Regions from separate parts of the Mus musculus genome. Here regions 1, 2, 3, 4, 5 and 6 are each linked to region 7. The links are chromatin contacts, called in public ChIA-PET, HiChIP or PLAC-seq, Micro-C and promoter capture Hi-C maps. All regions are on one chromosome and are shown on one strand. Each heading gives the region's core, a stretch centred on a gene start, on an enhancer-like site or on the middle of the called end of the contact. The rest is flanking DNA. Distances are from core to core; before and after follow the strand shown. Region 1 holds the start of Slc66a1 (solute carrier family 66 member 1). Region 2 holds the start of Capzb (capping protein (actin filament) muscle Z-line, beta). Region 3 holds the start of Tmco4 (transmembrane and coiled-coil domains 4). Region 4 holds the start of Ubr4 (ubiquitin protein ligase E3 component n-recognin 4). Region 5 holds the start of Emc1 (ER membrane protein complex subunit 1). Region 6 holds the start of Htr6 (5-hydroxytryptamine (serotonin) receptor 6). Region 7 holds the start of Camk2n1 (calcium/calmodulin-dependent protein kinase II inhibitor 1).

The links. Promoter capture Hi-C pulls out the DNA fragments that hold promoters and counts their contacts. A called contact is a pair of places that touch in the nucleus more often than the background predicts. ChIA-PET counts read pairs in DNA pulled down with a chosen protein or histone mark. HiChIP or PLAC-seq counts read pairs in DNA pulled down with a chosen protein or histone mark.
Region 1: an HNF4G HiChIP or PLAC-seq map of pancreatic cancer cells shows a contact between it and region 7. The contact joins the promoter of Slc66a1 here to the promoter of Camk2n1 in region 7. A contact is called at or near these places in 2 of 39 promoter capture datasets (cranial neural crest and neural stem cells) and 3 of 115 datasets of contacts at active chromatin or transcription factors (craniofacial prominence, embryonic midbrain and pancreatic cancer cells).
Region 2: a contact with region 7 is called in a Micro-C map of embryonic stem cells, with 2.1 times the contacts expected there. The contact joins the promoter of Capzb here to the promoter of Camk2n1 in region 7. A contact is called at or near these places in 1 of 39 promoter capture datasets (cranial neural crest), 3 of 484 Hi-C or Micro-C datasets (all in embryonic stem cells) and 2 of 115 datasets of contacts at active chromatin or transcription factors (memory CD8 T cells and pancreatic cancer cells).
Region 3: an H3K4me3 HiChIP or PLAC-seq map of embryonic stem cells shows a contact between it and region 7, with 8 times the contacts expected there. The contact joins the promoter of Tmco4 here to the promoter of Camk2n1 in region 7. A contact is called at or near these places in 8 of 39 promoter capture datasets (cranial neural crest, embryonic stem cells, hippocampal neurons and 3 more), 5 of 484 Hi-C or Micro-C datasets (CD4 T cells, embryonic stem cells, liver and 1 more), 9 of 115 datasets of contacts at active chromatin or transcription factors (T-cell acute lymphoblastic leukemia, embryonic stem cells, epiblast stem cells and 3 more) and 1 of 9 other capture datasets (embryonic stem cells).
Region 4: an RNA polymerase II ChIA-PET map of memory CD8 T cells shows a contact between it and region 7, with 6 read pairs. The contact joins the promoter of Ubr4 here to the promoter of Camk2n1 in region 7. A contact is called at or near these places in 2 of 115 datasets of contacts at active chromatin or transcription factors (memory CD8 T cells and pancreatic cancer cells).
Region 5: a promoter capture Hi-C map of cranial neural crest shows a contact between it and region 7. The contact joins the promoter of Emc1 here to the promoter of Camk2n1 in region 7. A contact is called at or near these places in 2 of 39 promoter capture datasets (cranial neural crest and second pharyngeal arch cranial neural crest), 1 of 115 datasets of contacts at active chromatin or transcription factors (embryonic limb bud) and 1 of 9 other capture datasets (adipose tissue).
Region 6: a Micro-C map of embryonic stem cells shows a contact between it and region 7, with 2.2 times the contacts expected there. The contact joins the promoter of Htr6 here to the promoter of Camk2n1 in region 7. A contact is called at or near these places in 14 of 484 Hi-C or Micro-C datasets (B cells, the G1E-ER4 cell line, the N1E-115 cell line and 4 more), 8 of 115 datasets of contacts at active chromatin or transcription factors (craniofacial prominence, embryonic forebrain, embryonic stem cells and 2 more) and 1 of 9 other capture datasets (embryonic stem cells).

The regions. Positions count from the first base shown.
Region 1 is chr4:139,309,370-139,312,069 of GRCm38.p6, forward strand. It overlaps Slc66a1 (solute carrier family 66 member 1), which reads right to left and starts at 1,339. Exons shown (of 9, transcript NM_145384.3): 1 at 1,260-1,339. Akr7a5 (aldo-keto reductase family 7, member A5 (aflatoxin aldehyde reductase)) reads left to right here and starts at 1,375. Exons shown (of 7, transcript NM_025337.3): 1 at 1,375-1,707. The coding sequence starts at 1,386.
Region 2 is chr4:139,191,545-139,194,244 of GRCm38.p6, forward strand. It overlaps Capzb (capping protein (actin filament) muscle Z-line, beta), which reads left to right and starts at 1,355. Exons shown (of 9, transcript NM_009798.4): 1 at 1,355-1,484. The coding sequence starts at 1,482.
Region 3 is chr4:138,971,638-138,974,385 of GRCm38.p6, forward strand. Tmco4 (transmembrane and coiled-coil domains 4) reads left to right here and starts at 1,268. Exons shown (of 17, transcript NM_029857.3): 1 at 1,268-1,650.
Region 4 is chr4:139,379,253-139,381,952 of GRCm38.p6, forward strand. It overlaps Ubr4 (ubiquitin protein ligase E3 component n-recognin 4), which reads left to right and starts at 1,407. Exons shown (of 106, transcript NM_001160319.1): 1 at 1,407-1,610. The coding sequence starts at 1,435.
Region 5 is chr4:139,351,152-139,353,851 of GRCm38.p6, forward strand. Emc1 (ER membrane protein complex subunit 1) reads left to right here and starts at 1,436. Exons shown (of 24, transcript NM_146157.4): 1 at 1,436-1,566. The coding sequence starts at 1,469. Mrto4 (mRNA turnover 4, ribosome maturation factor) reads right to left here and starts at 1,425. Exons shown (of 8, transcript NM_001290810.1): 1 at 1,118-1,425. The coding sequence starts at 1,145.
Region 6 is chr4:139,074,302-139,077,001 of GRCm38.p6, forward strand. It overlaps Htr6 (5-hydroxytryptamine (serotonin) receptor 6), which reads right to left and starts at 1,269. Exons shown (of 4, transcript NM_001377096.1): 1 at 1,132-1,269; 2 at 1-1,028. The coding sequence starts at 460.
Region 7 is chr4:138,453,885-138,456,655 of GRCm38.p6, forward strand. It overlaps Camk2n1 (calcium/calmodulin-dependent protein kinase II inhibitor 1), which reads left to right and starts at 1,264. Exons shown (of 2, transcript NM_025451.2): 1 at 1,264-1,467. The coding sequence starts at 1,302.

The sequences.
Region 1 (2,700 bases), core at 89-2,588, 860 kb after region 7:
GTTCTTCAAGCAAGTCTCTCTCCCCTCTCCCCTGTCTGTATCCTTCCCAGTCTCGTGGGTCTGGATGCACCAGCTGTACAACAAAAGGCTCGGAAAATGTAAAGGAGAGGGAGAGGGAGAGGGAAGGAAGCATGATGAAGAGAAAAAAAAAAAAGGAGGAAAGAAACAGAACAAGAAAAAAGAGGGGAGGCGGGAGCGGGAAGCGTATGCAAGGAAACTTGTAAATTGAGCGGGCCCAGGGCTGAGATGTCGCTCTGGGCAAGTGTTGGAGTTTCAGCATTCTGATGTATACAATGAAGGAAATCCTAAAAGGCACTTACTTACCTCCTAAACTGCATGCAGACTACAATAAAACCCAGGCCAAACCTCCATATCCCACGCTAGTCAAGTGCTCTACCACTGAGCTACATACATTCCCCACTAGGGGATTGGCTTTCGCGGCTCATGTCCGTAAAGGCTGGCCAGGAGACAGTATCTCCTGCCACATCCAGCTCTTCCCCAATTCCAAGCAAAGCCAGGAAGGTGCTTCCCACCAAAGCCTATCTGGCACAGTCAACAGTAATATTCTGTTCTTGCTGTAGCCCCCTGGACCACATTGTAGCATGGAGTACACACGAAGTGAACCTGAAACTACACACTTCTTTCTTTCTTTTTTGGGCAGGTGGGAACGGGAGCAGTTTGAGACAGGGTTTCTCTGTGTAGCCCCTGGCTGCCTTGAAATTAGCTCTGTAGACCAGGGTAGCCTCGAACTCAGATATCCGCCTGCCTTTACCTCACATTTCTAACCAGCCCTCTGTGGAATCCTGCGGTGAGCTTGGCGAGGAATGGGACATTCTGGGTTCCCTACCTGCAGAGCTACGGAGAATGTGTCAGGGGAGCGCAATGGCTCCGGGATCCTACCCATTCCTGGCCTCCAAACCAAGGCTCTAACTCCTTCCGGTGACTCTGCGGGTTCGGAGGGATAATGATAGGGCAGCGGCTGGGGCAAGCGCCGCGAGGCCCCCACCCAGAGCAGGGAAAACAAGGCCGCCCAGTCCAGGGAAGCCGAGAGGCCGGAAGGCAAGGACCTGCAGGTAAGAAGTGGGGCCGTCCCGGATCCCTGGCCAGGTTGGGCAGAGACCCACGATCCCGCTCCCCAGGAGGGGACCAGCGCCGGGGACCGTGCAGAGCTGGAGGAGGGTGTAGAAAAGACTTAGCTGGGCGCGTCTGGAGTCCCGACCCCCCAGCCCGGGACAGCCGCCAGCCCCCTTCATCCTCACCAGTTCAAGATCCACAGCCGGTGTCAGCTTCAGGATCCGAGCCCGCCGGGATCAGCTGACCTCCGCGAAGTCCCGCCCCCCGCCGTGGGCGGAGCCTGAAGCTTCGAGTGCGCAGGCGCAGTCTCCATGCTGCGTGCAGCGTCCAGAGCCGTGGGCCGCGCTGCTGTTCGCTCCGCGCAGCGCTCCGGGACTTCGGTCGGGCGTCCTCTCGCCATGTCCCGGCCTCCGCCACCCCGCGCCGCCTCTGGCGCCCCTCTCCGGCCCGCTACGGTGCTGGGCACCATGGAGATGGGGCGTCGCATGGATGCGAGTGCTAGCGCCGCTTCGGTCCGCGCCTTCCTGGAGCGCGGCCACAGCGAGCTGGACACGGCCTTCATGTACTGCGACGGCCAGTCCGAGAACATCCTGGGCGGCCTGGGGCTCGGGCTGGGCAGCGGCGACTGCACAGGTAACCGCTGCACCCGGCCTCCCCCGCCCCCCGCACCGAGTAGAGCTGAGCCGGTGCCCGCAACCGGCGTGCACCAGCCAGGATCTGCATCCAGGAGCTTCGGAAGCTCCGGATCCACAGCTGGGTCTACCCCAAGCTCCCAAGGCAACTGGAGTCCTGAACTAGTGAACTGAACTTTGTCCCGCCTCTCCTTAGAAACTTCTAGTTGCAGCTACCGAGGCGGGTGCGAGGAAGCTTCCTACGCTAATGTTTAGCCTACTCTGGGCGCTTTGCTTCCTACCGCAATCCCTGCCTCCCGGCCAACCGTTGTCCATAGCCGCCCCCCCACCCCCGACACGCCCCCCATCCCCACCAGGCTTTTTGTTCGTGCCTACCCCTCTTGCCCTCACCACCTCTGCGCTCCTGGAGAATGCTTATCATTCCGGTCTTTTGTCCGGACTAGACTTTGTCCCGTGCAGTCGACAGCACCTGTGGATCTCAAGGAGACCTGTGGCAACAATGCCTAGGGCCCAGCTGGGGGCAGGGGCGGAAAGGTGGCGTCGGGAGAGGGCATTTCGGCCTTTGTGCCCATTCTCTGTGCCAGGTCTTACAATGGCAAACTCTGTAGCTCTGTAGGCTACCGTGGGAGAAGTGATTTCTCCACGGAGAGTTAAAGGTCCAACGAGGAAGACTGTAGCCGCGATTGCTGAGGAGTGCAGGAAAGAGTAGCTTGTCGGGAAGAGCAGTAGGCAGAGCCCATAGAGAACTGGGGATGGGCCCTACAGTGTAAGTAGGGTGCACCGGAGACTGCAATCCTAGCTATTGGAATATGGAGTTTGAGAGTTGCAAAGTACGTGTGTGATCAGTGACGCGTGTCCCGCGTTGGAAGGGGAGGGGAACCGCCCTTCATTTGCTTGAAGCTATTGGAGTCTCAGGAGGGTGCCTGATACGTAAAGAGGCCTCACTTTTACCTGTTCTGAGGTTCTTCCTCCCGGTTCCTGTACAGTGGGCTCC
Region 2 (2,700 bases), core at 105-2,604, 740 kb after region 7:
CTTTATTAGATAGGGTACCTGGTCTCTGACCAGGTTTCAAGCTTGAAGGGGCCTTAACTCAGGACAGGGGTACTTACCCAGGCTGTAAGAGGCTCTATTCCTGGAGGTGAAATCTTACCCACAAGCCATATGCCATCATGGGCTATTTTGCTCAAAGCTGTAATTTCTCCAGCCTGCTTCCTACACAGTGCTTGGCCAATAGCTACATGATAAATACTTCCGGTGTAATGACCTTCTAAGTGCCACTCCCTTCTCTGAACTCCTGTAATATTGGTCTATGTCATTCTTGAGAGACTTACCTGGACGCTTTCTTTGCTGGTGGCTGTCCCTGCAAGCTTTCACTTGACTATAAGCTCAGAGGCCTAGGGCACAGTTTCCCCTCAGATGTTTTCTGATCTCTTCTCAGGACCTGATATGACTCTAAACGGAGGGTGAGCAAGCCGTGTAGGGGGTTGTTATAAACAAAACGTGCAATTCTAGGGCTCCTGAGTTCTAGATAACAAAACAAAATTCACTCTTTTGAACAGCAAATTTCTGGTTGGGGCTGCAGTTAAGTGGAAGAGCTTAGCCTAGCCTGCCTGAGGCTCTACGTTCAATCTTCAGACCTGAAAACAAAGAGGGATTTCTGAGTCACTATATGATTCGAGAGAGATACTCATTTAGGGAAACGGGCTGATTCTCTGTACATAATGTAAAAAAGTATATGAAACAGCATTTATTGAACCCAAATGTTCTAGTCTTCTTACCCGGGTCTTTCCCACAACTACTCTGGTAGCTATGAAGTGCAGGCAGGGATCCTTATGGCTTATTCACTTGTCATCTTTTGGTACCTAAAAGCTGCCCGCCTGGTCCTGATAGCAGGTGTTCAGCAACAGGGGCGGCAGAGCCGGCTTCCCCATGCAGGTTCCGCTCGCTCTGTAGGGGCCGGGCCTCGTCCGGCGCACCAGTTCCGGGTCCGGGTGGGTTGCGGAGGGCCGGTCCCCTCCTAGTTTCGGCGCCTTCCGCATCCTCCGCCCAGGGGAACCAGTGAACCGCTCCACCCTCAGCTAGCCCGCGTCCTGCAGCTGCGAGAAGCGAGGCTGACAGTCAGAGGAGGGACGCAAGTAGACCCAGTCCCTCCGGAACGCCACAGCCCTGGCCGCGCAGGAGCGTTGCGCCTGGCCCGCCCCTCCTGAGACAGGACACGCCCACTCGACCACAGGGCCTGCCCCCGTCCCCGCCCCCCGCGCGGCGCTCCATACTTGGCGATCGCTGCGGCCCCGCGCTCTCATTGGTCGGGAGCTGGCGGCTGGGGGGCGGGTCGGGCTGGCCGGGGCGGGGAAGGAAGGTGGTGGCTGCCCGGCGCGGGGGGGTGGGGGGGGGAGGGGGGCGCTGACCCGGATGTTCACTCTTGGGCACCCGGGGAAGTGGAAGCGCAGGGCCCTGCTGCGGGGGGGAGAGCCACAGACGCCGGGACAGGGACCGTCGCCGCCGCCGCCACCATGGTAAAGGGACCCCTTCACGGCTCCATCCCGGGACCCCTCTCACCGCCGGAGCTCGCGTCCACTCCTTCGCCGACCCGCCCGGCCCGGGAAGGGTGGGGATCCGGGGTGGGGGAGGGGCGGGGTCCCGGACCCTAGGCAGACGCCACTCTTCGGGTCCGGAGTGGGCGGCGGGAGGCCCTGATAGCCTATGACCCCGCCCTGGGCTCCATGTGGAGCCCAGTTCTTCTCCCTGCAAGTCCAGGCTAGTCTCGCCTATCCCAGGCTAGACCTTCCTTCCTTCAGGGGCCAGGCCGGGCACCCCTCTCGCAGGCCTTCATCCCATGGGCTGTACTTGGGCTCCTGCCTCGGCCCCAGGGCCCAGGCTAGGACCGTGGTTCTCGCTCCAGTGGTCCAGTCTAGGTCCCCTTCCCCCAAACTCTTCTCCTCTCCATGGCCCCAGTCTGCACCCCGATAAGCCCTTTCCAGTGAACTCTGCCTAGGTTTGTTTCCTTCACCGTCATGGAATCTTCTCTCTGCGGTCGGTCCTCAAGTGTGGCCTCTCTACTCCAGCTGTGTTCCCCCCCTCCCTGCACCTCCCTGTCCCCGGCCCTAGCCGTCCCCTTCCCCCGACTTCTCACGACTTAGCCTAGCCTGCGTCAGCCCTTCGCTGCTCTCACCCTCCCATCTAGACCCTGCTTGTTCCGTGTCCTGCTCCTGACCCAGGTGTCCCCTCTCCTGTTCCTAGGAGGCTCTTTCTGGGCAGCCTCTGGCGAGCGGGGGAGAGCCCCAGCCAGGGTGGGGGTGGTCTGGGTACTGAGCCTTTCCTAGGTTTGCCCCTTTCTGGGGAGGCCGCTTCGGTGTGAGTGAGCAGGCGAGCGAGGGAGAGAAGGGCGGCATCTGTATGCCCGGAAGGCAGAACAGGGCATTTCCCTTGGGAGGGCCTAGTGGTAGTGCGGCTAATAGAGCGCGTCTTGAGGGGTGCCCTGCCTGAGTGGGGAGCAGAGTGCTGACGGGTTGGTAAGCCAACTGGACAGGGGTGAACTCACAATTGCTCTTGTGAGGCCGCAGCCCTGGGGCTAGGGGGACACGGAGCTCAGCAGCCCAACCTACGGCCTGGACACGATGCATCCTAGCAGGCGCAGCCTTCCTTTCCCCCTGAACTGTCAGCTTGTTAGAGTTGGGACTGCTGATTATGGAGGTGCCTCGGAGCAGGTGAGCAGAAACTCACAGGCCGGAG
Region 3 (2,748 bases), core at 18-2,517, 520 kb after region 7:
CAATATTGATATGTGGCTATGGACTAAAAGCAGAGGAGTCACTCGCAGTGTTCTCCCTGCGTCTTTACTGTCCCCAAACCCCACCTAAGCGATCACTTTGTTTTGAGTATGTCTTCTTTTCTAAAACTATTTTCCATATTGATTTTCTTTATCCATTGTGATTCTGTTTTCCATTAGAGAATGACCGTTTTTTTTTAACTTTCAGAGTTACATTTATTTTTTTTTAATATCAAGAACTTACTAAAATCAACTTATGCTGAAATTAAAAAAAAAAAAAAAACGGCAGCTGTCTCACATCTGAAAGGCTAAGGTAGTTAGTTGCTCAGGCTGAGGCTGGCTACTTCAGCTCAGGACCGCTTCTTAATCGGTGGCCTCTGGTCACTCCAATCCTCCATTCCTCATAGACAACAATAGGATCTTTTAAAATTCCATGATATTTGCGGGGGGCGGGGGGAGCGTGCCACCTTGGTATGGTTATTTCCCCAACTTAGTGATGCCCAGAATCTCAGCTAGAATCCTTCAACCCTCCACAACTGTCCTTTTTTGACCTACAATAACCTCCTAGCTCTTCTAGGTCCTGATTGGCCGATAGAGAGATCAGGTGATGGAGGCCCTCTAGCGTTCCAGTCGGATCCTGAGTCATAAGGCTCCCTGCTGGAATGCCGCACGTCTCATCTGTCCGCTCGAGAACTTTTTCCATTTCCAACTCCAGCCTATCTTCTCCAGGGGAAAGAGCAACGACGTCAGAGGTCATGGTGACTCAGATTCCAGCCCTGACCAGGATGGCCACCTACTTCCTCACCTGTAGATTAGGTGTGATGAAATTTCACAGGTTGCCTGGGCAACCAAGAGCCGGCTCCCAAATGAGGAGAGCGGAGGATGAGGCATGGGAGACAACCCCCCCTTCCATTCTTGGGGTCTTTAAGTTCTAGTGTGGGATACCCAGATTATAAATTGGCAAACAGGAAAACAATCAACTTCAGTGTTAAATACTACGATTAAAATATGGGCCCGAAGGCCTGGTGTGCTAATCCATAACCTTGCTGGCACGTAGTAGGTGCTCAGCAAATACTTGTTCAAAGACTAGAGCTGAGTGGGTGGCTAGTCTAACAGGAATGGAACCCCAAAACGGAGGCCCGTGGGACGGAAGAGCCACGGGTGCAACGACTGGCGAGCATTAGAGAAAGTGAAAGAACGATCAGAAGGCGTGGGTGTTGCAAATTTCACCGAGCAGTGTGCACAGGAGGGGGAGGCACCTTCTGGGACAGGCTCTTTTCAAGTGTGGCGGCAAAATTTGGAAGCTTCCCCTTCAAGTGTCTGCTCGAACTCCCCTCATGCCAGCCCAGCCCCTGGTGAGCACTCTCTGCAGACCCCTCCTGTGCCCCGCGCTCTCGCTTCCTGGGGAGCGGGAGACACAGAAGTGCGGGTCCCGTCCCAAGGCCAGCACCCGGGCGATGGCTTTGGTGGCTTAGGTGGCGGTGCGCCCGGCCCAGCCCGGAAGGCCCGGGCCCTAGGGCTGCGCAGGCGGGACCGGCCCGGGCCGGTGTGGGGCGGCTGGGCCAGGGAGAGAACAGGCGGGGAGCGCCAGGGCGGGAGCTGCGGGGCTGCCAGAAGTTCTGCCGTCGTCCCATCCGTCGCTGCCGCCTCCAGGTAAGCCCGCGGGGAGCCCCGATCGTCCCCACGCCGCCTCCACTGCGCTTCCGAACCCGGAAGTGCTCTCGGGACTCCTGAGTAGCTGGAGGGGAAACTGATGCCAACGAGCATGCCAGCGGCCCCCGCCTGCCAGCACAGCCCAGGGCACCGGTCGCTGGGTTTGAAGGGAAGAAAGGACCTTGCTCAAGGTCACGCAGGGTCACTGGACGCCCCCTGCGTACTGGGAGCTCCAGGCACCCACTCCCACCCTCTGTGTCTCCAGACTCAGTTCCCCGAGGCCTGGGAAGCCCTAGAGTCCCGGAAAGGCCCGGCCCCTTCCTGCTGTGACGGGGGCGTGGCTTCTCGCCCCGCTGCGGGTTTTTACAGAGTAGGGGACATTTCACATTACAGGTTTTTACATCCGGGAAAACTGAGTCTGGGAACAATGGGATGATTTTGGCCAGGACCAGGCAGTCAGAGCAAAGAGGTTAACTAGGGTGAGCTGACTTCAGAGTTTGACCCAGTGTTAGGTTCAAAACTGGCCTCCATGATGTCCTTGTCCTTGCCAGGGGTGACCCAGAGTAGAAGCTGGGGCTGGCTAAATCTGCAGGTTTGATCCTGAGGCCACTGCTGCCTTCAAGTAGGAGGGAACACACCCCTGTAGGGCTTCCCAGGACGCCACTCACGGGGTATATTTATTGAGCACCTACTATGTGTCATCGTGTAGGCTCTGAAGACACAGTAGTGAAGACTCCTCAGGGTGAATCAGCTAGGCAGAAAGACAAGGCCACCAAAATCCCCAATTACCCAGTATGTTTGAGAAGTCAGGAAGGAACCCAGGGCCCCATCCTCCTAGTTAGAACCCTACCAAACCGCCTGAACCTCTGGGCATCACCGAAGATGCTGCTTCCAGCCTCAGTTTCCCACTCCCCTGGACTTAAAAGATGCCCTCAAGGAACTTGAGCCTGGCTCTGCCACTTCCTCTCTGTGTCACCTTGGGTGTCACCCTGAACCTTCATTTCCTTATAACACAAGAGGATCATGGATTATAATTCTTCCCAGTGCTGAAGATCGTGTCAGGATGCTTCATGAATTGGAAAGCACAGTACCCAAATC
Region 4 (2,700 bases), core at 157-2,656, 930 kb after region 7:
GTGTTATCTAAATTTATGTATGTTATTTTTTTGAGGCAGAGTCTTGTTGTATATTCCTGACAGGCTTTAATTTGCTACGTAGACCAGACTGGTCTTGAGTTTGTGGTAATTCTCTGCCTCCCCAGTGATGGCATACCAAACACTTTAAATAGATTTATGTGCGCGCATATATATATATATATATATATATATATACACACACACCATACATGTGTGTATATGTGTGGAGGGTGTGTGCACCTGGGAATGGAGGTTTCTATAGAGTCCAGAAGAAGACAGCAGATCTCCTGGAACTGGAGTTACAACCATAACAGCTAGACCTGGGTGGTGAGAATGGAACTGTCAAGTTATCTCTTGAGCTCCTCAGTCTAAATTTACAACATAGATGTTATCCCAAGAACCTCCACTACTAAATTATGTATTTGAAAAGGAAGATGTTTATTCCGAGTGCCTTGACACCCCAAAGCCAGAAATATGAGACTTGTTATTACTGCTGATGGCCAGACGTGGTGATGATCTTGGCACTTTGAGAGGCTGAGGCAAGAGGATTGTGTTAGTGTTCCATGTCAGCCTGAGCTACAGTGGAAACGCCCGAATAAAATAAGACCATCCTCCCCCTTCCCGACAGAACTATAAACAGGTGTGGACACCCACACCTGTAATTCCACTGGAGGTGAAGATAGAAGGATTGCTGAAATCAACAGTCAACCCAAATAGGGGCCCCTGAAAGACTGCTGCGATGGCTACTAATGCTTACCCTCTGGGGTCTGAGGGAGGAAGGTTCGCAGACAATTTGGCCTATAGGGACCAAATTTCAAAAAAGCTTAACGTTCTCTCTAGATTATTATCGAAGGAATTCTAAATATATAAAGAAGTGGCTGCGAAATAGGAATTCATGAAGAAAATCATTACTAAGCGAAGGTGTGCGCAGAAAGTTTGCCAAGTGGTAAGCGCTAGAATGGCTGGCTGCTCATGCGGTACACTGGGCAGAGGAAGTGACTAACACTGAGCAGGTTGTGGCCTCCTCTCCCCCCTGTCTGTCCTAGGATGGCGCCGTTCAGACATCTCTTCCGAATCCAAGTCACAAACTTACATTTCCAGGAGGTTGGGGAACCATATTGCCGCTTATTGCGGGGCCCGCGCACGCGCGGTAGTTACTGCTTCCCGCGAGCATGCGCAGGGTTGCTCGCCGCCATGGCGCACGCGCAGAGGGCATTGCTCCTAGCCCTCCTCTGGCATTTTCAATCGTGCGCAGGCGCACTACCCTGGGTTAAGCCCGCAGAAGTCAGAGGCCGTCCAGGTCTTTGCGTTTTTGTTGGGCGACCCGCGGCGCGCTGTCTGACGCGCACGATTGCGTCACTTCCGCCCCCTCCCGGGAGGCGGCGCTGGGCCGGTGGCAAGCCCCCGGAGGGAGCCGCAGTAGTACGACGAAAGATGGCGACGAGCGGCGGCGAAGAGGCGGCGGCAGCAGCTCCAGCGCCCGGAGCCCCGGCGACCGGGCAGGACACGACCCCGGGCTGGGAGGTGGCGGTGCGGCCCCTCCTGTCCGCGTCCTACTCCGCCTTCGAGATGAAGGAGTTGCCGCAGCTGGTGGCCTCAGTCATCGAGAGGTACCGGGCGGCGGCGCCGGCGGGCGGGGTGGGGGGGGAGGGGAGGACGGGCCGGTTCGTGAGTCCACTCTGTCAGGGAATCCACCCCACGCATGCCTTCGGGACTCCCGGGCGCTGGGAACGAGAGCGCCTCTGGTTTCCACCCAGCTCTGGCGTGAACCATCCCTGACTTGATTTACCCTCCGGAGCAAAACTTTTATGGTTGCTCTGGCTGGAGGGCGTGGCCGGACGCATTTGAGAACTGGCTATTGAGATGCACGGTGCTGCTGGGCCAGTGTCACCCGGCCCGCTGCCCCCGGCCCCCCCCCTCCCCATCCACCTCAGTCGCGTTAAGGTCAGGGCGTGGATGAGTTTGCATTTCTCCCTGTCACCAGAACCGGAGGTTTACTTTGGAGAGCTACCACATAGTTTAATAACGGTCTTTCTTTGGTGCTATGATAACTGGGGGCACGTGCTGTTTCTGTGACTGAAGCCACTAGTTACCACTGAATACTTCGGTTTTACTTTGCACTGTAATTGCGTATATCCGAGATCGGAGTCCTTCTCTTTCTCAATAAAATGCTTTACAGACTCTTATTTACGGGACTGTTCCTTGGCTTGCTGTTAATGTGTTCATACCTTTGTATACAGATTGTTAGATTGCAAGAGTCGTATTTCTTCATGGGAATGTGGTGATCTCTGTGTCTACCTTTTCCTGACTACGGGGCTCAGAGCAAATGAGTTTAATAGAAGACTCATGCTTTTAAAGCCTGTTTTCTCACTTTCGTTTTCCTAGCCAAACCAAGTTTACTTGCCCCAGTAACTCTCTGAAATTGCTAAGCGGGTCATTTTACCTTGCTGGTCAGCAGGATATGTCTAAAGGTTATTTGGAAAGTTGTGTTATTTGGAAATTGCTGTGGTTTGGCATTATTATTTATCACAACAACTGTCACTGCCTGTGATGTTTTGGATGAATGATCTTTAACAATTTATAATAAAATAGTGTCTGGGTTTGATAATTTAAGTTCTAACAAATAGATTTTCTTGCTTAATTATGCCCAAGGTTGTTTTGAAGATGAAAACAAGTATCAGAAAGTCTCAAATTATCTAG
Region 5 (2,700 bases), core at 186-2,685, 900 kb after region 7:
TTCCAGACCCTAACGACTCTATAAGAACTTACTAAAACATCAGCTATAATGCCCTGGGTGTCCCCAGGAGCCGATATGGCCCATTCATCTACCCTGCCTGCCACTCACAGTCCCTCTTTACAAGGCACACAGTCACACCCAGCCAGTCATTCCCGGACTCTCCACCGCTAGGATTCTGGTGCGACTTAGCATGCTGCAGGTGGTTGCTGGCCTTGCTGCCTTCATATTCTCTGTGCTATCAAGGGACCCTTTCAAAGCAAAGCCACACCAAAGGCTGGGTCTTTTCCTCTAAGCCCACTTTGTTCACTATGGCCACACTGGCTGTCCCACAATATGTTAATCACACCACAGACCCCTTTCATTTTGTGTTCCCTCTATTCCAAACGACCTTCTCTAACCGCTGAGAGTTTTCCTGACAACATTATGCAAAACACTATCACTCCCACCTGCTCCATACTCCACTTGGACTACCTGACACATTATACTGACTTGACAGGGGTATAGGAGACAGACAGACAGACACACACCCCTAACTAAGGTGGTGAGTCTGATGAAGCCGGACCCTTTTTGTTCAACTGTCTTGTCTTCTAACACCCACAAAAGCGCCAGCCCGCTAGCTTGATGTAGTGGCTCAGTATGGAATCCTAGTATTTGGGGCCAAGGCAGACAGTTGGAAGAGTTCAAGGCCCCAGCAATAAATAGACAAACAAAACATGCAGTAGTCGAAACTGTAAAACCCCTATTTTCTTGAGATAATGAGACCGTCCTAAGCAAATCTGAGCTACATCGTCAAGATCCTCTCTCAAACACACACGGTCGCTCGCACATGCCAGGGGATGTAGACCAGTGCTATGTGGGTAGTGTTTGCCTAACAAGAGCGTACTTGGTTTAGTGATGCTGCCTGTAATTCCAGCAATCGGGAGGTAGAAGCAGCAAGGTTAGTTGTGTAAGACTATCCTGGTTGGCAAGTTCGAGGAGAGCCTGGGCTATGCGACTGCTGTCGGCCCGGACCAGTTTCCAGCTCTCTCGCTATCTCGGCCGGCCGAGCCTCTCGGAGAGGCCCCGGCGTCTCACCCGCGTCCCCCTCGCCCCCTTGACGCAGGCCCCCCGAACCTACCTTTCTTGTCTCGCTTGGATTTGGGCATCGCGGCAAAGGCACGTGCGGCGGAAGACTGGGCGGCCGGTTAGGACCCGGCTGCCGCGGGGGCTTATGGGACGGCGCTCGGGGCTGCCCCTCGCGTGTGCCTGAACTGTGGCGAGCCCTCTCTTCCCCGCCTGCGCTCCGCCCAGTGTCCTGAAGGCCACTTCTCTGCCCAGGTCCCGGGTCCCTCCAGTCCCGGCGGCTTCCGAGTCCCGAGCACTCCACCAAGTCCCTCGCGAACCGGTTCCTCTCTATGGCTCTGCGGAGGGAGGGGCTTGAGGCCCGGTGCATGCCGGGCTGGCGGCAGGCGGTGCTTGGGCTTCAATCATGGCGGTCGCGGTGGCGTCTGGGTTCTGGATCTGGGCTGCTGTGCTGCTCGTCCCTGCGGCCGCGGTCTACGAAGACCAAGTGGGCAAGTTTGACTGGTGCGTACAGGTGACGCTTCTCCAGGACGTCGGTGTTTGCTTCCTCAGCATCTGTCTCCCTCCTGCTAATCTGAAGGAGATTTGCTATGGAGCCGAACCCAGACTATAACTTAACGGGGGTGCGGGAGGGTGCTTTCAGGGAGAAGTGAATGAATGAATGAATGCTGCACCCTGTGCAGAATGACAATGTGAGAGTCTCCTCTTCAGATATGAAGAGTCGTAAGATGTCAACCCAAGAGCTTTATGTTAAGCATGGAGGGAGCTCTTTAAGCCGCCCTGTGTGTGACGGTGCAGATTGCTCCGCAGTGAAGGCAGGCTTTAAGGGTTTTGGTCAGAGGTCACTAGTTCCCTCCTTTCCTGTCATGTCCGATTTTGTGGCTGTCAGGTTTGTGATCTTCTGGGTCCCAGGTCACTAGCCCCAGTGAACTTTAAGCCTGAAACTAGCTGGTGTCACTTAGTCCACTTGTCTCACAAGTTCTAAAGTGAGCCTTTTCCTCTGAGGGACTCTCTGGGTGCAGTGTGGCCTCTCCCTCTCCAAACTGACATTCGTTCGCTCACCCCTTCCTTCTGACTGTGCTTATTTCAGATTGAATAAGCATTTGGCTACTTATCAGTTGTATGCTTCTGGGGAAATTGACAGACAACTAACACACACACACACACACACACATACATATGTATTTTTTTTAAAGGTGTTCATTTTGGGTCCTGGTCCCAACAATCATTAGCCTATCTGGACTTTGGTGGCTCACAGCCATCTGTAATGGGATCTGATGCCCTTTTCTGGTGTGTCTGAAGACAGTGACAGTGTACTCACATACATAAAATAAATAAATAAATCTTAAAACAAAACCAAACCCCAAAGCCGGGCGTGGTGGCGCACGCCTTTAATCCCAGCACTCGGGAGGCAGAGGCAGGTGGATTTCTGAGTTCGAGGCCAGCTTGGTCTACAAAGTGAGTGCCAGGACAGCCAGGGCTACACACAGAGAAACCCTGTCTCGAAAAACCAAAAAAAAAAAATCAAACCCCAGAAGCTCCTTTAAAACAAACTAGGCTAAATAACACAGTGGTCTAAATGAGAGATGTCATCTAAATGCCAGGCTCAATCAGTGTGCCTCAGACAGCAGCATTTCC
Region 6 (2,700 bases), core at 19-2,518, 620 kb after region 7:
CGAGGCTCCAGGCACCCAGGATGAGCGCCAGGGCACGCGGGGCTGTCATGCGCAGCTTGTAGCGCAGCGGCGAGAGGATGAGCAGGTAGCGGTCCAGGCTGATGAGGCAGAGGTTGAGAATGGAGGCGCTGCAGCACATCACGTCGAAGGCGGTCCAAAGCAGACAGAGGCCGCGAGCTAGCACCCAGCGCCCATACAGCGCGTTCAGCATGGCTGGGGGCATCACCACCAATCCCACCATCAGGTCCGACGTGAAGAGCGACACCAGGAAGAAGTTAGACGTGTTGCGCAGCGCGGGCTGCGTGCAGATGAGCGCGATCAGCAGCGAATTGGCGGCTGCCGTCAGCACGATGACCACGCACAGCGCAGCGGCCACCCAGCCGCTGCCCCCTGGGGCTGGCGGTGGCCCGGGGCCCCAGGCTGGGGTGCTACTGTTGACAGGGCCGGGCTCTGGAACCATGGGGACTAGGGTTGAGGACCAGGACAGGATATGGTGAATGCGGATACAGGGTGAAGCCAAAGGAAGAGAAAGCAAGATGGGTAAAAACTGCACCTCAGAGGAGTAGGTGGCAAAACAGGGTTCTTAGGTCACCGAGCAACCATTACAAGAGGTCGGGGAGAGATTGTAGGGGCGCCTCCTATGGCGGGGCCACCTGGAGTACTCGGGTAAGAAGTTTGGGGAGGGGTACCGATGCGCCGAGTCCATGAAAGTTGGGCTGGGGCTGGATGAGAGCCCTGGAATGGAATAGAGCCACCGGGGATGCCTAAGGATGGGGGTGGGGCTCCTGGCCAGAGGCACGGCTGGGGAGGTGGGAGCAGGAGGCGAACTCCCGCCTTCCGGTCGGGGCAGTCTCTCTGAGGAGGGTGGGCGTGTGAGTACGCTTGATCACGAGCTGTCGCGCGTGGGGGTCGCAATGGGGTGGCCCAAGAACAGGAGCGCAGCTCGGCGGCGGAAAGCAGGTCTCCTTTCTCCCCTAGGCACTGAAGGATCCCGGGTACCGGAGGCCGCGGACCGGGCCGGGCCAGACCTGGTGGGGGAGAGAGGGCTGGCAGAGGAGCGCAGCGCGGCGCGGCGCTCCGCCCTCCCGGCCGCGCCGGCTCGCCTGGCCGCCTCCCGCCCGCGCTCCCTACCTGGGCGCTCGCGGGTGATCCGCTGCCGGCGACTGCGGCAAGCGCCGCGGGGCTGGAGACTACAGGCAGCGGCTGGTGGCGCGGCGGGCATAGGGCTCCCGAGCCGGGGAGATGGTGCGCAGGAGCCCGCGACGCTTCAGCCACGCGCGGTCCCGGAGGCTCCGAGCGTGCGCCCCGCCCCGCCCCGCGGTGGGCGGGCAGAGTCGAGCCCCTCTTAGCTGGCGAGCGGGGTTGTGGTACCCTAGGCCTGGAGAAGGATGCTCCAAGCGCTCCCGGGCGCCCGCAGCCCCCACACCTTCGCCTGTGGCTCCCCTGCCCACATGTGGTGATGGCGCAGGCAGAAGTCAAGGAAGGGGGACGTGACCTGTATGTACCCGGAGACTGCTCCCCAATGGGGGTCGAGCCACTCACTGTAAGAATCACCGAGCTTTCAAGAGAAGTCAGCTGGGAAATACCGAGCAAGTCCTTTGAGATCCCTCTGAGCCTCAGCTGCTGGATCTATACAATGGGTAAATAATTTCTACCACACTTCACCTTTGGATCAACCCTGCCAGTTCTCTAACAACACTGAGTGATTTTGGTGAAGGTCCCCCTCCCTGACCTGTTGGCGCTCCAAGTCTCAGTGTGAGGGATTTGGGAATCTCCAAGCCATTGGAAGGGTAGTCACTGCAAACAGGGGTAGGGCCTAGCGCCTCCTAGTGATGACCAAGTTTTCTTCACACCTTGTAGGTACCAGGTACTGCTCTGGACCATCTATCTGGACACCACGACATTAGATGACGCTTCCCATCTGTGAACTTCCATTCTAGTGGAAGGAAATGGACAAGAAATGGGCAAAGGAAACGTAAAGTGGTCATTTCTATAGGAAAGGGGGGAGGAAGAAGAGGGAGGGGAGGAGGGAAAGGAGGAGGAGGAGAGAAAATGTACAGCAGTGTGAAGAGAACCTGACACGTATCTTTTTTGAAATGGAAATACCTCCCACTTAGAAGAGCCCACTGCGTTCATGGCCTTGGTTTGTCCTGGAATATCTCTACCCAGATTCCTACCCCCAACTATAAAGCCAGAATATACATGCCAGAAATATAAATACCAGGAAGAAGGTGTTACGCTGAGGCTCAGAGAGGTCAAGAGCCTCTACCGAGGTCTCCAGCACCAGGCAACCAAGGATCTGGTGGAACCGAGTTCCGCCAGGTGCTCAAGGCAGAAGGTGCTTAAGATGCCCGGTGTCCAAATCCGCAGATCAACGGTATCCACTCACACCCAAAGGTGGGTGAAGTCAGCCGCAGCACCCAAAAGACGGACCCTGTCTTTCACTCCACACTGTGAGGCCTGAGGAAACAGAAGGTCACCCCTGGATGGAGCGTCAGAGACCCACTTGCGATCCCAGCTCTGATGCTCAGTAGGTTCTGCGCATTCAGGGCCGGTGGCGGCTGATCCCTTGGCCTTCTTTTCTCTCCAGCCACAGTTAGCAGAATTCCGTGTCTGACTCACGGGGTGTCAGGGGAGATTAGATGACACTGTGTGCTCCAACAGCTTGACAGTCCTATGTCGGTGCTAGCTGTTGGCTTC
Region 7 (2,771 bases), core at 14-2,513:
GGACAAGAAGTGAGAAAAAGGCCTTCCTGGCAGATCCAGTGGGCACGGGGATAGAGGAATGCCCGGCAGGGTCTAAGTGGGGCACAAGTGTGGTGGGGGAAGGGAGAGGAGTGCCCGCGGGTGGCCCAGTACGCTCCGATCCTTGACCTCTGTAACTGGCCTCCAGGGAGGTCAGCATCCGCGTCCTTCCCGGCCGGTGCGTCCTCGGTCCCCTCCCCTCCCACTGCTTCGGGTTCCCCTCGGGAGTCACAGCCAGCCGAGCCGGCGCGCACAGGCTCCGGGTCGGGTAAACACCGCGCGGGAGGGGCGCGGGCCGTGCGGGGCGGGGCGGGGCGGGGCGGGGCGCACCGGGGCCCCTCAGCGCAGGCGGGACGGAGGGAACGGGGGCGGGGGCAGGAAGCCAGCCGCGGTCCGGCGCGGCCCCGTGACGTCGCTTAGCTTCCAGGGATCTCTCCCCGAGGCCCACGGGTCCCCTCCTCCCTCCCTCCTCTGGCGCCTCGCTTTCAGCCTGGGCTGGCATTCTCCCTAGCAGCTCGCAGGCTGCTCCTTCGTCCCTGCCTCCCTCTGTCCCCCCTCTCTCCTCCTTCCTTCTCCGACCCTCTATTTTTCCCTCTTTCGCTTCTCCGCTCTGCCTCTCCGATCCAAATCTAGTCTCCCCCCTTTTCTTTTTCTCCCTCCTTCCTCACCCTCCCTCCTCCCGCCGCTCCCCTTGCCTTCTTCTGTCTTTCTGTTTTTCTCCCCGTCGCCCTCTCGGTTTCTTCCCTCCCTCCCTCCCTCCCTCCGGGTTTCCTCCCCCTGCCCTCCCTCCTTTTTGCTCCCCTCCCCCTCGGCCGCTCGCTGCTTCACAGTCCCCGAGTCGCCGCCGCTGCCGCCGCCCGCATCCGCGGCAGGACTGGCCCGCGCGCTCCCCGGGGTGCGCCCACCTCGGTCCCGCGCCCTCCGGGCTCGCAGGGACACCCTCCTCCCCGCGCGTCGCGGCCCCGCCCGGCTCGGCCCCCGCCCCGCGCCCGAGAGCGCCGAGGATGTGAGTCCTGCCCGCCGCTGCCGGAGCAGCAGCCACTCGCGCGCGGAGCCCGAGCGCAGCGCAGCTCAGCTGCGGGCGCTCGTTGGGTCGCTCGCGCGGGCTGCGCGCTCCTGCCCCAAGCGGTGTCCCTCCCCGGCCTCTCGCCGGCCCCAGCGCCGCGGCAGCCCCGAGGGCCGTCCCCGGCCGGCCATCCCCGGCCCCAGCGCCGCTGACCCTGTCCTCCGCGGGCGGGGACGCGGGCGGAGGAGGTGCCGCCTCGGAGCCCCCGGACGCGACCATGTCGGAGGTGCTGCCCTACGGCGACGAGAAGCTGAGCCCCTACGGCGACGGCGGCGACGTGGGCCAGATCTTCTCGTGCCGCCTGCAGGACACCAACAACTTCTTCGGGGCTGGGCAGAGCAAGCGGCCTCCCAAGCTGGGCCAGATCGGCCGGAGCAAGCGCGGTGAGTTCCCCGCCCCTTACCCCCTGCGGTGCTGGTGCTGCAGCCTGGCTGGGGCTCAGGGGTCCCCGCGGTAGTAGGAGGACCATCTGCGAGATCTAGGGATCCCTCCTGCGGCGGAAGCTGGATCAGGCCTCGGGCAAGAGTCCCCGCTTGTCCGGGCCACCAGCGGGGTCACCCGGGGGCGTGGTAGCCTCTACTTGCTGCCGAGGCCCAAAGGTTATACCCGCGTCCTCAACCGCACCAAAGTTTGCTTTTAGGTTTCACACCCCTCCCCCTTTTTGCGCAGTGGAGTCGCATCTGCACTCTCTCTGCTCGGCCACCCTGGGGTAAGGGGTCCTGGAGCTTCTTAGGGGTCTGCGTGGGGCGCTGCAGGGGAAGGACCTTAACTCCCGCGGGGAAGGGCGAGGAGCATTCAGGTCGCACTGGCTTTTCACTGTTACTTGGCAGAGGGGAGAAGGGTGGTCTAGCCTGAGATATTGGAGTTGGAGAAGCCCCAGGGAAACCGAGACTCAGGGTGCTGCCGGAAAAGACTGGGGTGGCGAGGTGAAGTGGGGAGATGGTCGGGAGACCGAGGTGGGCTGAGAGCTAAAGCGAGGGAGCTGTAAGGGAGCCTGGGACTCAAGTCTAGGGAGGACGCTGAAGTGCTGGAACAATGAGGGTGACAGACAAGGAGACCTACGGGTAGAGACCCAGAGTTCTGGACAGGTGATCTGATCATCCAGTACAGGGACCGGTGGAGGGACTGAGAGAGGCCAGTGGAGGCAGTGAGGCAGGCGGAAGAGGCAACTGAAGGTAAAGCCCCAGGCGGCAGCGAAGGGAGGTTCTGCCCTTTGCGGTGGCACAGAGAGCGGAGGGGCGGAGGCTACAGACCGGGGAACGGGGAAGGGAGAACGGGAGGGGGACACCCGTTCAGGCCAGGCCTAAACTTTGCAGCCGCTGATCGGCGTGGGAACCTACCCCAGCTTTCCTTCCTGCTCCGGGCATCTTTGAACCCGGCCTGGGCTACCGCCACCAGTGATCTGAAGACCTCAGTTTCCCTTTCTCTCCTTAAGAATCAGCCTAGGAGACTTCTTTGTAAAGGGTTGCATCGGGTTGCAGTCGAGCTGGGATGGCTCCCTCTGGCTTGCTCCTTCTTAGAATCCATCTAGGATGAGGGCTAGGCAGTGGGGCAGTTCAGAACCAGGCAGGGAAGGGAGCCTAGGGCAATGGGGCTGTTCACCCTGCTTGGAACAGCCAGCCTTCCTTCCTCGCCCTCCCCTGCACCTCCATAATGGGGATAGACAAAGTATCTGCGACCCCTGGCT